Linked DNA regions of Gossypium arboreum: region 1 is linked to region 2. The links are chromatin contacts, called in public Hi-C maps. All regions are on one chromosome and are shown on one strand. The core of a region is the stretch at or near the end of the contact, and the rest is flanking DNA. Distances in the headings are between cores, read along the strand shown. Region 1 holds the start of LOC108457414 (dof zinc finger protein DOF1.4-like). Region 2 has its middle 12 kb from the start of LOC108486641.

The links. Hi-C and Micro-C count contacts between places; a contact is called where the count stands out from the background.
Region 1: a Hi-C map of leaf shows a contact between it and region 2, with 4 times the contacts expected there. The contact joins the promoter of LOC108457414 here to the enhancer-like site in region 2. A contact is called at or near these places in 2 of 5 Hi-C or Micro-C datasets (both in leaf).

The regions. Positions count from the first base shown.
Region 1 is chr6:44,177,999-44,185,176 of ASM2569848v2, forward strand. LOC108457414 (dof zinc finger protein DOF1.4-like) reads left to right here and starts at 5,390. Exons shown (of 1, transcript XM_017756466.2): 1 at 5,390-6,846. The coding sequence starts at 5,850. The coding sequence ends at 6,683.
Region 2 is chr6:43,641,403-43,647,540 of ASM2569848v2, forward strand. No RefSeq gene overlaps it. Among protein-coding and RNA genes, the nearest start is that of LOC108486641, 12 kb to the left of the region's middle. Within about 2 kb of position 3,594, at least 2 of the 2 cell types and tissues checked have an H3K27ac peak or open chromatin away from gene starts, as enhancers often do. A contact at or near this core is called in leaf, where this site is marked.

The DNA of each region.
Region 1 (7,178 bases), core at 4,140-6,639, 540 kb after region 2:
GGCTTGTTTCGCCCTTCATTTTGATTATTCGCGGATGACTGAGGCTCAACAGCGGTGTCCCTTGCGCAGAGCAGCCGCTACACTTTCAACGTCATCCGCCAAGGGTCTCTCTACCCCGGTTCCATCGCTAATCAAAACAAAAATTTCAACCGTCAAGTCATCACATTATTAAGCACTATCAATTTGGCATGTATAGCTAGACTCACACGCCTATGGTAGTCCTAGAACCGACTAAACCATAGCTCTGATACCAATAAAATTGTAACACCTAACTCGTGACCGACGCCGGTGTCGGACACGAGAGGTTAACGGCCAAATCCTCTCAAGATACCAACTAATTTGACATTACCAGTCAGGCTGGAAAACTACGTCACCGTCGCCTTAAAAATCATATCTCGAGTTTCAAAACTCGGAAACTGGTTTCGTAAATTTTCCCTAAATTTAGACTCATATACCCATCCATGGATTTATTTTTAGAATTTTTGGTTGGGCCAATTGGTACAGTTTATTAGTTAAAGTCACCCATATTACAGGGATCGACTGCTCTGACGTTCGTGCGTTACAACTTGGATATCTCTCTGTACAGGGCTTTAATACTGGTTCCGTTTGTTTCTATTGAAACTAGACTCAAAATGGAATCTGTACATATAAGGCATGACTCCTAATTCTTTCTGGATAATTTATGGAAAATTTTCAAAGTCGCGACAGGGGTCCCAGAAACCGTTCTGGCCCTGTCTCACGAGAACTTTAATATCTCTCAATATACTGCTCATATGGTCGTTTCGTTTCGTCCATATAAAAATAGATTCATCAAGGTGCAATTTCATAATTTACTCACTATTTAATTCTACTTCTACTATTTTAGTGAATTTTCAATCTCATCTCACTGCTGCTGTCCGCAACAGTTACTGCAGTAGACTATGCCAATTTCATGAATCTTTCCTTGGCCTTAATCATCCATCATACATGACACAAATTATGGGCACCATATCGAAATTAGAGTTTCTAAGACTCGTGGCTATAGGTTCTAGCATCCCACTCGATGACCACATAGGCCATTTTCACATGGCTTAAAGTTTACAACCCACAATTCGACAAAACAAAATAGCCTATACATGCCAAATGTTCTTCAACAACAAAAACAATACCACAAGATTTCAGCCGGTGTGATGACTCCAACGACGGCCCCGATCACGCAAACAATACGAGTCCAAGAGACCTAAAATGGGTGACAAGAAAACACCGAGTGAGTTTACAACTCAGTAAGTCATAAGCATTCATTAATCCACTGATAAAGTTACTACTACATGTACAACAAATGAGGCTAGGTACTCGTCCATATCGAGTCTATACCATAATACCTCGGACCTTTCGGTCCAATCTCGTACCAAGTCATACATCCACATTTCATATTCTACACAACAAGATAATCGAAACATTTTTACACATTAACTCATTTTCCAGCACAACCATACAATTTCAATCATCACATAGATTTAAGGCTTACCAAATTCAACCCCAAGCATGAACGTATTCTCTATTCGTCATGAGCTCGAGGTACTTACCCGATTCGCTGTCCGGGATTAACTCGATAATGTCGCACACTCAGTGCCAATTGTAATACAAGAGCATATAGTGAATCCGCACACTTAGTGCTATATATTTTCAGCTCGCACACTTAGTGCTATAGAATCAAACTCGCACACTTAGTGCTGTACAATTTTAAACCCGCACACTTAGTGCCAATCTTGTCACCGTGTCCATTTATACCCGCACACTTAGTGCCGTGACCAATACCTTATGCATTTTGCTGCCTTTATACATTCAACAATGGCATCATTCCATACACATACATTTTCATTTACACATCAATTCATTAAACACAATTGCATATATATTATGATCATTTAAATCAACACCAAATATATGCTTAATGACTTACCTTGTGTTAGGTAAAATAGTTCCAAGTCGGCTACTCGATGACCTTCGATTTCCCCTTGTTGGACGCCTCTCCTTTAAGATCTTGAGCTAAATCAAACAAATTTACTTCTCAATCAGACACATACACACGGCAACCATATACATTTCAAAGGTCAATTTATTCGTATCATTTGTCCATATATTAGCTTTTAACGCATTTGGTCACTAGGGCGACCATATTTAACTTTCAAGCATTCATTTCTAATTTTAGTTAAACAATGCCGAATGCCATTAGCTACTAATGACACACACACACACATATAAGCACATTTAGCATTTGATACATTCGGCCTTAGCATAATTTCATTAAGAGTCCCCATTAGCCACTTCACTCATCAATTATCTCAACTACTTGATAATCCATACTTATCATGCTAGCGAATATTTCTTATTCAAGTTCATCATCTTCATATTCGCACTAACATCACAATCTCATATCATGGCCGAATGCTCCTCTTAAACTATTGTTCATCTAGATTTAGCATGAAACAACAATCATCACCCTTGTTAGTTACCCTAGCCGAAAAACTCACTTATTCAAAAACCAAGATTTCAACATGGGTTACCTAAAGAACTTGATAACTAGTTCAAATTTCATCCATCTAACTTACTAATCAAATGTGTACAACATTTCCACCATCTTCTTTAACATCTACCATGGCCGAACGTTCATATCACCATAATTTTTCAAAGATTTCGGCATGGTTAAATAAGGGGCTTAGAATCTAGCTTAAAACCATGCTAAGATTTAAAGAGCTAACTTGAATTCTTACCTTAATTTCCAGCTCAAGGTGGCTGAATTTCTTCCTCTTTTTCCTCTTCTACACGGCTAAGAAGAACCAAAGTATGAAGCCTTTTCCTTCTCCCTTTTTTTTTTTTTTTCGGTCATGCATGAGAATGATGGACACATTTTTTTTTTCTTTGTTTTCTTCCTTTAATTTTTCATTAGTTTATTTCCCATGCTTCTTTTTTTATTCCTCCTTACATAATCCATTAGCTAGACATGTTTGAAACATGTTTCCCTTGCCCATAACTTGTCATGGCGGCCACTTATCCAAAATAAATGGAGTATTTGACATGCAACTCCATTTATTTTACTTCATTCTTTATTAACCTCTTAAAATAGCCACATATATTTAAATCCCTTCACATGAGTCCTTTTTCTTTCAATTCACAATCAAATTAACTAAATCAAAGAATTCAAAATTCACACATGTATTTTCACATATTCTAGACAATAAATATTACGTTTGAACATGTCGGTGACTCGGTTTAGCGGTCCCGAAACCACTTCCCGACTAGGGTTAAATTAGGGATGTCACATGTGTTGGCTTACTTTAGCATTTGATTCATTTTTGTATAAGGCCATGGAAAAATGGCTAATATTGAAAGTTATTATGTGAATGCAAGCTAGTCTTTCATGAATGTGAAATTGTTGGCATGGTTGAATATATGTGATGTATATAGGTCTTGGCTATGGTTGTTTGGTTGTGAAAATCATATTAAGTTAAACTTTGATATGTTGGTTGTTGTTATATTGTGTTTTAGGGTGGCAAAAGGCTTGGTAGATAGCCTCATATTGTCTACACGGGTAGACTCACGGGCGTGTGTCTGGGCCGTGTGTGACACACGGTTAGCCCCATGGGCGTGTTGTTCAGCCGTGTGTCCCCTGCACGTAAAATTTGCAACTCAGTATACATGGTAGTAAACACACGGGCAGAGACACGGCCGTGTGTCTCAGCCGTGTGGAAGACACAGTTTCTGGCCACGGGTGTGTGTCTTGGCCGTGTACCTTAAATTGGATGCTGACGTCAGAAACAGAATGTCAAGGTTTTTAGACATGGGCTAGGACACGAGCATGTCATGGCCGTGTGAGGGACACGGGCCATAGACACGGGCGTGTGTCAGGCTGGGTGAAAACCCCTGTAAGTTCGAATTTAAAATTTAATTCACATGGGCATGGGACATGGGCGTGTCCCTAAATACTTACACGGGCCATCAACACAGCTATGTTATAATGACCACACGGGTGTGTTGCCCTTCCACACGGGCGTGTGCCCTGTTTCAAGAATCATTTTTTTAAGTCGGTTTAAGGACCCGAGTTGGTTCCGAGTGATTTCTAATGAATGTTTAAGGCCTCGTAGGTCCGTATTAAGAAGATTAATCAAGGTTCGAAAAAGTTTAAATTTGATCACGTCTTGATGACTCGGAAATGATCGTGTGCTTGTGTTAAAGTTTAGTAATGCCTCGTATGCCGTCTCGGGGTAGGGCACGGGTGTGGAGTGTTATAGGTTGCATAGTTATCAAGTGGATTTTTTTTAAATTTTAAAATATCAGACTAATAAATTTAAAAAATATTTTAATTATGTTAATAATTGAACTTAAAATTTTAAATTTAAAAGATTAAATTTCAAAAAATTAAAATAGAAAAACTAAATTATTGTGAAGAGAATAACAACCTAAAGCAGATTTTAACATAACTATCATCTTTCAAAAATAGTAATATGAGCCAAGATTTGGTTGAAGTATTAATTAAAACTTTAATCCAACACTCAAATAACATGAATTCAAACCTTGTAATCACTTACCTCTACCAATATTATAACGATAAAAAAAACTAAATTACACCCTAAATCTGATTCGCTCGGGGTTCATGTGCGGAACAGAAATGAAGTGAATTATTGACTTTAGACTTCTTTGCTTCTTCTGCCATTTTAGAGAAAAGAGACAAGTCAATTTCATGGATGGTGGTGACTGCTAATTTGACACCAAATGGGCCCTAATTAACTAGCTACAAACCATATATATTTATTTATACTATAAATATAGCAATAGCTTCAAATTTCTACGCATGGATGGTATTGGCTACTCTTTTTATTAGAAGGGGTATCATTATAACCATATTGATTATAAACTATACAAGACAAGATGATTCTTACATTTAACTCTCAAATTTTCATAATTTCAATTTTATCATGGCATGGGCTACTCTTGAATCTTTGATGGCAATAATTTTACCAATTTAGCTATAAGAATATTATGGAAGAGTAGATTATATTTTATTTATTTTACTTTAAAAATAAGTAAATTAATCCCTTTGTATTATATTAAAAAGAAATAGACTATTTTATTAAAAATTTCAATCCTTTCAGTTGTTAACAATTGATATTAATGATGAAATAATTAAATATTTTTATCACGGTGTATTATTTGTTTCTCATACTAACATAAAATGATTATTTTTAATAATAAAATAGATAAAAAATTTTAAAAATATTAATTTTTCATATAAAATTAATTAATTTATTTTAAATGAAAACACAAAATAGACTGAACCTCGAGGCGATACATCATTTTCGTAGATATGGCGGAGCCAACGCGTGCATGCAAGTGGTTAACTAAGTTACAGTTCCTTAATACTTAATATAGTACAACATGAAACTCTTTACCCTTCTCTTTACAGATCATTCAATCACTCCACTATCAACGGTCCACCAAATCCCACGTGTCACCAACCCGCACCATCACCTTCACCCCTAAGCAACTCTCTTTCTCCATTTCCTTTTGCTCTATAAAGTTCTTTTGCACCATCACATTACACCACACAACAAACAAATTTCATTAATTTTGATTCTCTTTTTTACCTTACTAACTCATACTACAATATTAAATATTATTATTATTCCCTTTGTATAATATGAACGATGGAGAGGGCGCTCAAAGACTGCTCATTTCTCATCACCTTCTTCCGATTATCTGATCCCTTCTTTCACTTCCATTCAAAAGCTTGAAATTTTTATGGTTTTGAAAGAGCTTCTGAAGTTGACACACACACACACACATATATAGAGATAGAGAGAGAGAAAAGGATGGGATTGAGTTGTAAACAGGTTTCCAGTGATGAGGTTGAGTGGATCCAGGGCCAGTCTTTGTTGCAGGCTCCAACTATGGAGCGTCCAAAAGCTTCATCAATGAAAAGGCGACATCATCAAGAAAACCAGCTGCAGCAATCGGAACCGCCATTGAAGTGTCCAAGGTGTGATTCTTCCAACACAAAGTTCTGTTATTATAACAACTATAACAAGTCACAACCTAGGTATTTTTGCAAGACCTGTAAAAGACATTGGACTAAAGGTGGTAATCTTCGCAATGTTCCCGTTGGTGGAGGCCGTAAAAACAAGCGGCATCAGACATCCGCCGCCGCTTCTGCCAGTAAAACAACCACTACTACGATCAAAAGCTCCACCTCTTCCGCTATTCAACCGCATCAGCTTCCGCCTGCCGATCAAAAGTACATACCGAACATCAAATTTCATTCATCGTTGCAGCAAAATTCTGTAAATTGCAGAAACTCGGAGAGAGAAAATTTCAGCACAAACAATGGAGTCTGCTTGGATTCTACCATGTCTCAAGGCTTACAGACTCCATTTCCTTTGCCGTTTCCATTTTCAAGTTCAAGCTCATATTCTTTGGAAACATCCCCATCTTCAATATCAGCCTCGTTTCAGTCTTCGAGTCTCTACAACTATAGTGGAGAAACGAGGGAGGATCCAACAGGTTCACAGACCTGGCAAGAACCTATTACCAGCAATGGCATTGAAATGGCAAACTACTGGAATTGGGATGATATTGATGCACTTGTCTCTACTGATCTCAACATTCCATGGGATGACTCTGAGATCAAACCATGGAAAGATCTTTAAACCATGCATATATATTAATTATACATGTTGTCCGGTTCAATTTTTTTTCTCTCTTAAAAATATTTGTTACTCTAAGAATTCTTTTTTTTTTTTGGGGGGGGGTAATTTTCCCCTTTCTGAGATTGATTAATTAACTAGAAATTGCCCCGGAAATGTTGAGATAGATTTTTTTCCTTCTATTTTTCAATATTTTGTTGTCATTTTTAATCTGAATATTAGTAACAAGAAAAAAAAACACTTAGATCAGACAGCTTATTAAAGAAACATCAAGAACCAAAAATGGAAAAAGAAAAACTAAAATCTATGGTTATATATTAATTGTTAACTTCATAGAATGCTATGTTTTGTTTTTGTTTTTTTAGTGTTATTTTTTGTTGGTTGTTTAAGGTTAAATGAATGAATTTATCTACTTTAACTAATTTTTATTTTTAATATTATCTAAAGACACATGCTATGTCTTACTTCTACTTGTCGAATTTTTAATTCCACTTACCG
Region 2 (6,138 bases), core at 2,344-4,843:
AATTTAGTTCCTAATCATTAATTAACTATTAATTCAATGAAATTTCTTAACCAAAATATGATGTAACGATATATTATACGCGTAAATATTAATATTTAATATTTTCGGATTCAATTTATAGAAATGAGATTCCAAAATCATATTTTCGGTATCACTGAAAATTAGGTCTTTACAATACTCAAGGTATTCATTATATTTGATTGCACGATTCGACATTCATGACTTGCATGACATTCAATACATATTAACAATTCATTCATACAAGAAGTTTCTTAACAATGAATTAAGCTTTGGACTTGCTTAAGGGATATCTTCTGAGGTATATTGATATAATGTTTTTAGTAAGCTTCAATTGTTTGAGGAATTTTTTAATGAAACTTTTGATGTAAAATTTTCAAGATAGTGAGTAATTTTTATTCTCATGAAAATGCTTTTATCAATTTTTTCTAGAGAAAAATTTTGGAATAATGAAATTTTTAGTTAAGCAAATTTTGTACTTTTAATTTCTCATAAAGATATTATCAGATTTCCCTTGAAATGTTTTTAAAACCCTCTCTCAAGGGTGCTCTCAAATCATCCTTGAGATGTTCTCAAAACCTCTCTTAGGGAGACTTTCATATCTCCCTTGATTCTGAAGATCTCACAAGATATTTTCAAACATCTATTGATAATTTTTTTAAATCTCATACAATATATTTTCAAACATCTATGATATTTTTAGATAGAATTTTTTTAAATCTATCATATAAGAATTATTCCACATCCAGGCAAATTTAATCACTCAGTAACATGTTTAGGCTTCCATTAAAGTTTATTTTCTTGTTTTAATTTTCAAAGAGTTTTGAGCTTCTACCAAAGTGAATTTTTACTCATTTGAAATTGTTGAATTATTAATACTCTTGTATTGCTTCAAAAATTTGAATCCCTTTTATAAAAATGGCATGAGCATCAGGATCACCGTCAACGTCTCTTCAATTCTTCTTTTTTAAATTCAAATTTTCTTTTAGAAATAGGTAAAGCCTTGAGATTTTTGTCTTTGCATATTTCTAATTTTCAATATGATATGGAATAATTAGTAACAACGACTAGCTGTTTTTGTAATTCTGCTAATTTCAGTATTGTAATGTAACGGTATTTTTGTGCAAGTGTACACAATCGTTCAAGTAGTAAGTAAGTAAAATGAGTTATCGTCTCCGCAGGGACTGTGTATGTTAATCGATTATTTGTAAAATTATAAGTTAAAAATTTGGTGGTTAAAACACAATACTTTGAGTGGTGGATGATTACATTAAATTATCTAGATGCAAGATGATCTTTATGCAATTAAATCTAAATGCAAATGATCTAAATGCATGAATGGATTTTAGCAACAAAAACACAATTTCAACAATCAATAACATAAATAGGCTAGGATAATCATATTAATCAATTTAATTCATTTTCATCATGCTTAACAGTGTTCGGAAAACTTTCCATGGCAAGTCAATCTTTCATGAGTTTGGAAACCAAATTGAGTCCTCTCAGATATTTTACTTAATGAAACATGCATTTTACTGATCATATTAACCTAAGGGTTTCTTAGTATTTATGCAAGGTAGCAGGGACAATTAAGTTTAAAACAGTTTAATAACATAAACCTAAAAACTATGCAAGATAATAGAGCTAACTAAAGATATTATGAACCTCTAATTTAATCGGGTTTAATGATCCAAATTGAGCATTACACTTTTCAATTATGCGTCTACTAGCTGTCGTTTGGTTAGGATTGCTCAGCTAATCTAAATGCATCCAATCACGTATGAATGAAATACATCTTGATTTTAATTGAAAACATGATCGACTGAGGCACAAACACGTTAAACATGAATCAAATGAATATTGTTGGCTTAACATAATCATCCTAGCTAAAAATTAAGCTATCATTGTTGATTGCAAGATCAATAAACACTTAGCAAACATGTTTAAATTAAACAACAAGGAGGAAAGAGTAAACTCTAATTCAATTCAGTAACCTTTTAGATCTTTCTGACTGAGGTGTTTCTTCGATCCGCCCGTTGCTCCTTTGCTAAGGGTTTCTCAAGGTGGCCGGAGAAGAGATGGTCTTGACAAGGCTTTTGTTGGCTAAAGAATGGAAAGGAAAATAGAGTGGCTTGGCGTGGAAATAAAGAAGGGAAATGAGAGAACGAAGGAATGAGACATGCTTGATGAATGAATGGATTAATGGATGATTTAAAAGATGAAAGGTGCGCAGTATTTATAGGTGAAGTTGGTGGCTGATTTTGCTAAAAATAGCATCACATCTCTCTTGATTCTCTCCCTCCTATAGCCGGCCATGATGCGTGGAAAGGTGGGTGATTTAGTTGCTCGATTTGAGCACAAGATCATGCTTTATTTAGCTAGGGTTGGACGGTTTCTCAAGCAAACCTTGTGTGTCAATTTCAAACATTCTACCAAGTGCAGGGACCTCTAAATAATTGTCCCAGAGTTTATTTTTGGCTACCCAAGTGTGGTTGCTGAATTGGGCTTGTCTCCTCTTGGATTGGACGGCTCCATGACCCAGTAAATTTGTAGACTGATCCAACATATATCACCATTTTTTATTGGGTTAAGATGATAATTAAATGATCCAATTTTGCATGGTTGTTGTCGTCCAATACATGAGAAAATAGCTCATGTCTATGCACATTATAATATAATTAATTTATTGAATCAACTCTATGGCCCTATTGCATGAAAAAATCAACATATTAATAAATGACATGAAATAATGTAATTTATGCATAAAAATCATGTAATAAAGCACAAATTTGTATATTTTATAATTTTATGTCCATTATTAACATTTAAGAAAAATTCACTTAATTTATTAGCAATTAATCAAGATTAATATAATTATTAAGTCAAAAGTGGTAAAATATATAGAAAAATCCTAAATAATTATGTACATGTAGCAAAACGCTGTGTTTTGGAATTTCAGTATTTTAATGAAAGGGGGAATTAGATCAATACTTAAAACAGTGAGTTTTGGGGCAGTAGTCGTACAAGTGAAGCGGTGCATTTTGAGCTTATTTCTATTACTACCAAATTGTTAATTTCTGTCTGTTACTCACCATTTTTATGGACCAATTAGATATAGGTGAGGCAGTTATGAAGATGCACATTTTCACTCTGAAATCTTGTCCTCTCTTCTCTCTGTTTCTTCTTTCTTTCTTTATTTTTTTTGCTTCGAACATTCTTTCCTCATCAAAGGTATCAAAGCCAACACGATTCTCATGGCCAACAGTGGAATCGCTATGCGCCTACAAAAGGAAATAGGTCTGCTGCAACATGAATTTTCTCATCTTGACAGCAAACTGGACGCCAAATTGGATGCCAAGTTGGATGCCCGGTTCAAGGACTTTAGTGACAAGTTCAAAGGTGAAATCAGGGAGAAATTAGGACTGAGTTGCATTCATTCCTTGAGCAATACTTTGGGCAATTATCTACCAGTGCTCATGGAATGGGTCAAGATCGAGGCAAGGGACTTTGGGCACAACTCCACCAAGGTTTCCACCTGAGGATAGATTAGCTATGTCACCAGCAGCAGATGTGGGGCACTTGGGCACTCATTCTCAAGTCAACATAGTAGATTTTGTGGGAAAAATGTTTCAGTTGCAACGTCCTCGCTTCGATGGAAAGAATTTTCGAAGCTGGTGGTCCAAACTAGAACAGCTTTTTGAGGTTAAGAATGTAGGAGATCAGGCTAAAGTTCGGATGGTAATGCTGAATCTGGAAGGCAGAGCCCTTGATTGGCATTTTTTCTTTGCATAATGGCATCGAGGTCTTCATCATTTTACTTGGGAGTTGAATGCTCGGGCACTACAAAAAAGGTTCAAATCTACTAGGGTTTTGGATCCCGTAAATGAGATGGTAGCTTTGAAATAATCGAGCACTATTATGATAACTTTTTAAGCCTCTTGAACCAATTGCATTTACCAGAAAGTTATGCATTGAGCATTTTTTTTTCACAATCTTAAATCTGAGATTGGATAATATTTGAGGTTATTTAAACCTACAACCTTAGTAGAAGGGTTAACGATTGCTCTGCAAATGGAGGATATTGTAAGCAATGGTCCTAAGAAAAATACTCCTATAGTGGGTAACTCTAGTTACTCCAAGCCCTTGTTTCCTCTTGTGAAAGCATACAACAACCCTGGGCACTTCCTTACCTCAGGGGATTATCACTCCATGGTTACTAGTTCCAAAACACCTATTAAGGTCATCTCCCAATCTGAAATGGATGAAAAAAGAAAAAAAAAGGTTTATGTTTTTATGTGCATCCAAATATACACCAGGGCATAAATCTATTAAATCGCATCTTTGTCAACTGGTGATTGAGGCTTCCATTGAGCAAAATAATGAGCTCAACAGTCCTTCTTCTGAAGAGTTCCAAGATTTCCCTAAGAATTGGAAACCATGGAATGTGAAGTTGACTCGGTAGCTCCAGTGTTGTCCTTACATGCCCTTAATGGCTCTCAAGGTCATAATACGATGAGGTTGTCAGCTCGGATTGGTCACCTGAAGGCTATTATTCTTGTTGATTCTGGTAATACTCACAACTTTCTAGATTCCAGGTTGGTGAGAAAGTTGCAATTACAAGTAGATCTTACATGCAAGCTCAAAGTGATGGTTGCTAATGGTGTGCAACTAGCAACTCAAGGGGTTTATCGATCAGTGGCCTGGGAAGCACAAGGGTATAAATTATTCACTTAACCTTGTGATTTAGTTCTTGGTATTCAATGGCTTCTATCCCTAGGGTCCATTGTTTGGAATTTTTCTTCTCTAACCATGCAGTTTGAGCATTTGGTGTAGACTTGTACCCTTCAAGGAATTCTTCCTATCGGTCTTCAAATTTTGTTTGGTACTCAATTGTCCAAGTGTTTTAGCCTGTTAGGACAAGGTCCTAGTCCTATGTTACTGGCCACCACAACTCAAGCAGCCTTATCCTTGCTATCTCAGCCCTTACACCAGGATATTTAGTTGCTCCTAGTTGAGTTTGCTGATGTGTTTCAACTTCTTGCAGGATTACCACCTGTTTGAATGCAATATCACATAATACCTCTTTAAGATGAATCTTAAGTGATCAAGATCAGACCCAATCAATATCCTGCTGTTCAGAAGAATAAAATAGAAAGGCTTCTCAGGGATATGCTACAAGCTGGGATAGTGAGGGACAGTAATAGTCCCTTTGCATCACCAATTGTTATGGTGAAAAAGAAGGATGGTAGTTGGAGGTTATGTCTGGATTATATACAGCTTAACCAACTGATTATAAAAGATAAATTTCCAATACCAGTGATTGAGAAACTCCTTATCAATTGGGACAAATTGTTTATTTTTTAAAGCTAGACCTGAGATCTGGTTATCATCATATCAGAATGTGGGAGAGTGACATCTATAAAACAACATTTAGGACTCATGAAAGTCACTATGAGTTTCTGGTTATGCCATTTGGCTTGACCAATGCACCTTCCAGCTTTCAGTCCCTAATGAATAGTATTTTCAAACATTTGTTGAGGAAATCCGTGTTTTTTTTTTTTTGACATTTTGGTGTATTCTGCTAACTGGTCAGAACATTTGAGACATTTGAGGGAGGCTCTGAGTATATTGAGGCATCATCAGTTGTATGCTAAGAAGGGAAAATGTATTTTTGGTAGTACTCGTGGAGTATTTGGGGCACATATTATCTAGAGGGTTAGTCTCTATAGAAGCAACAAAGGTTGAAGGGGTTCTTAATTGGCTCACACCTACTTCAGTAAAGGACTTGAGGGGATTCTTGGGCCTATTTGGATACTCCAAAAGATTTATAAGACACTATGGGGTATTAGCCAAGCCCTTAACAGCCTTGTTAAAGAAAGAGGTTCCCTGTAGTGGTCTGACAGTGCACAAGAAGCCTTTGAACATCTCAAAGCAGCAGTAACTCAAGCATCAGTACTGATTCTGCCAGATTTCAAAGAAGATTTTTATGTTGAGACTGATGCCTGTGCTTAGGGGTTGGGAGCTGTACTACAATAGAAGAGGAGACTTATTGCTTATTTCAGTAAAGGCTTAGGGATTAGACACCAAGCTTTGTCCATCTATGATAAGGAGACGTTAGTA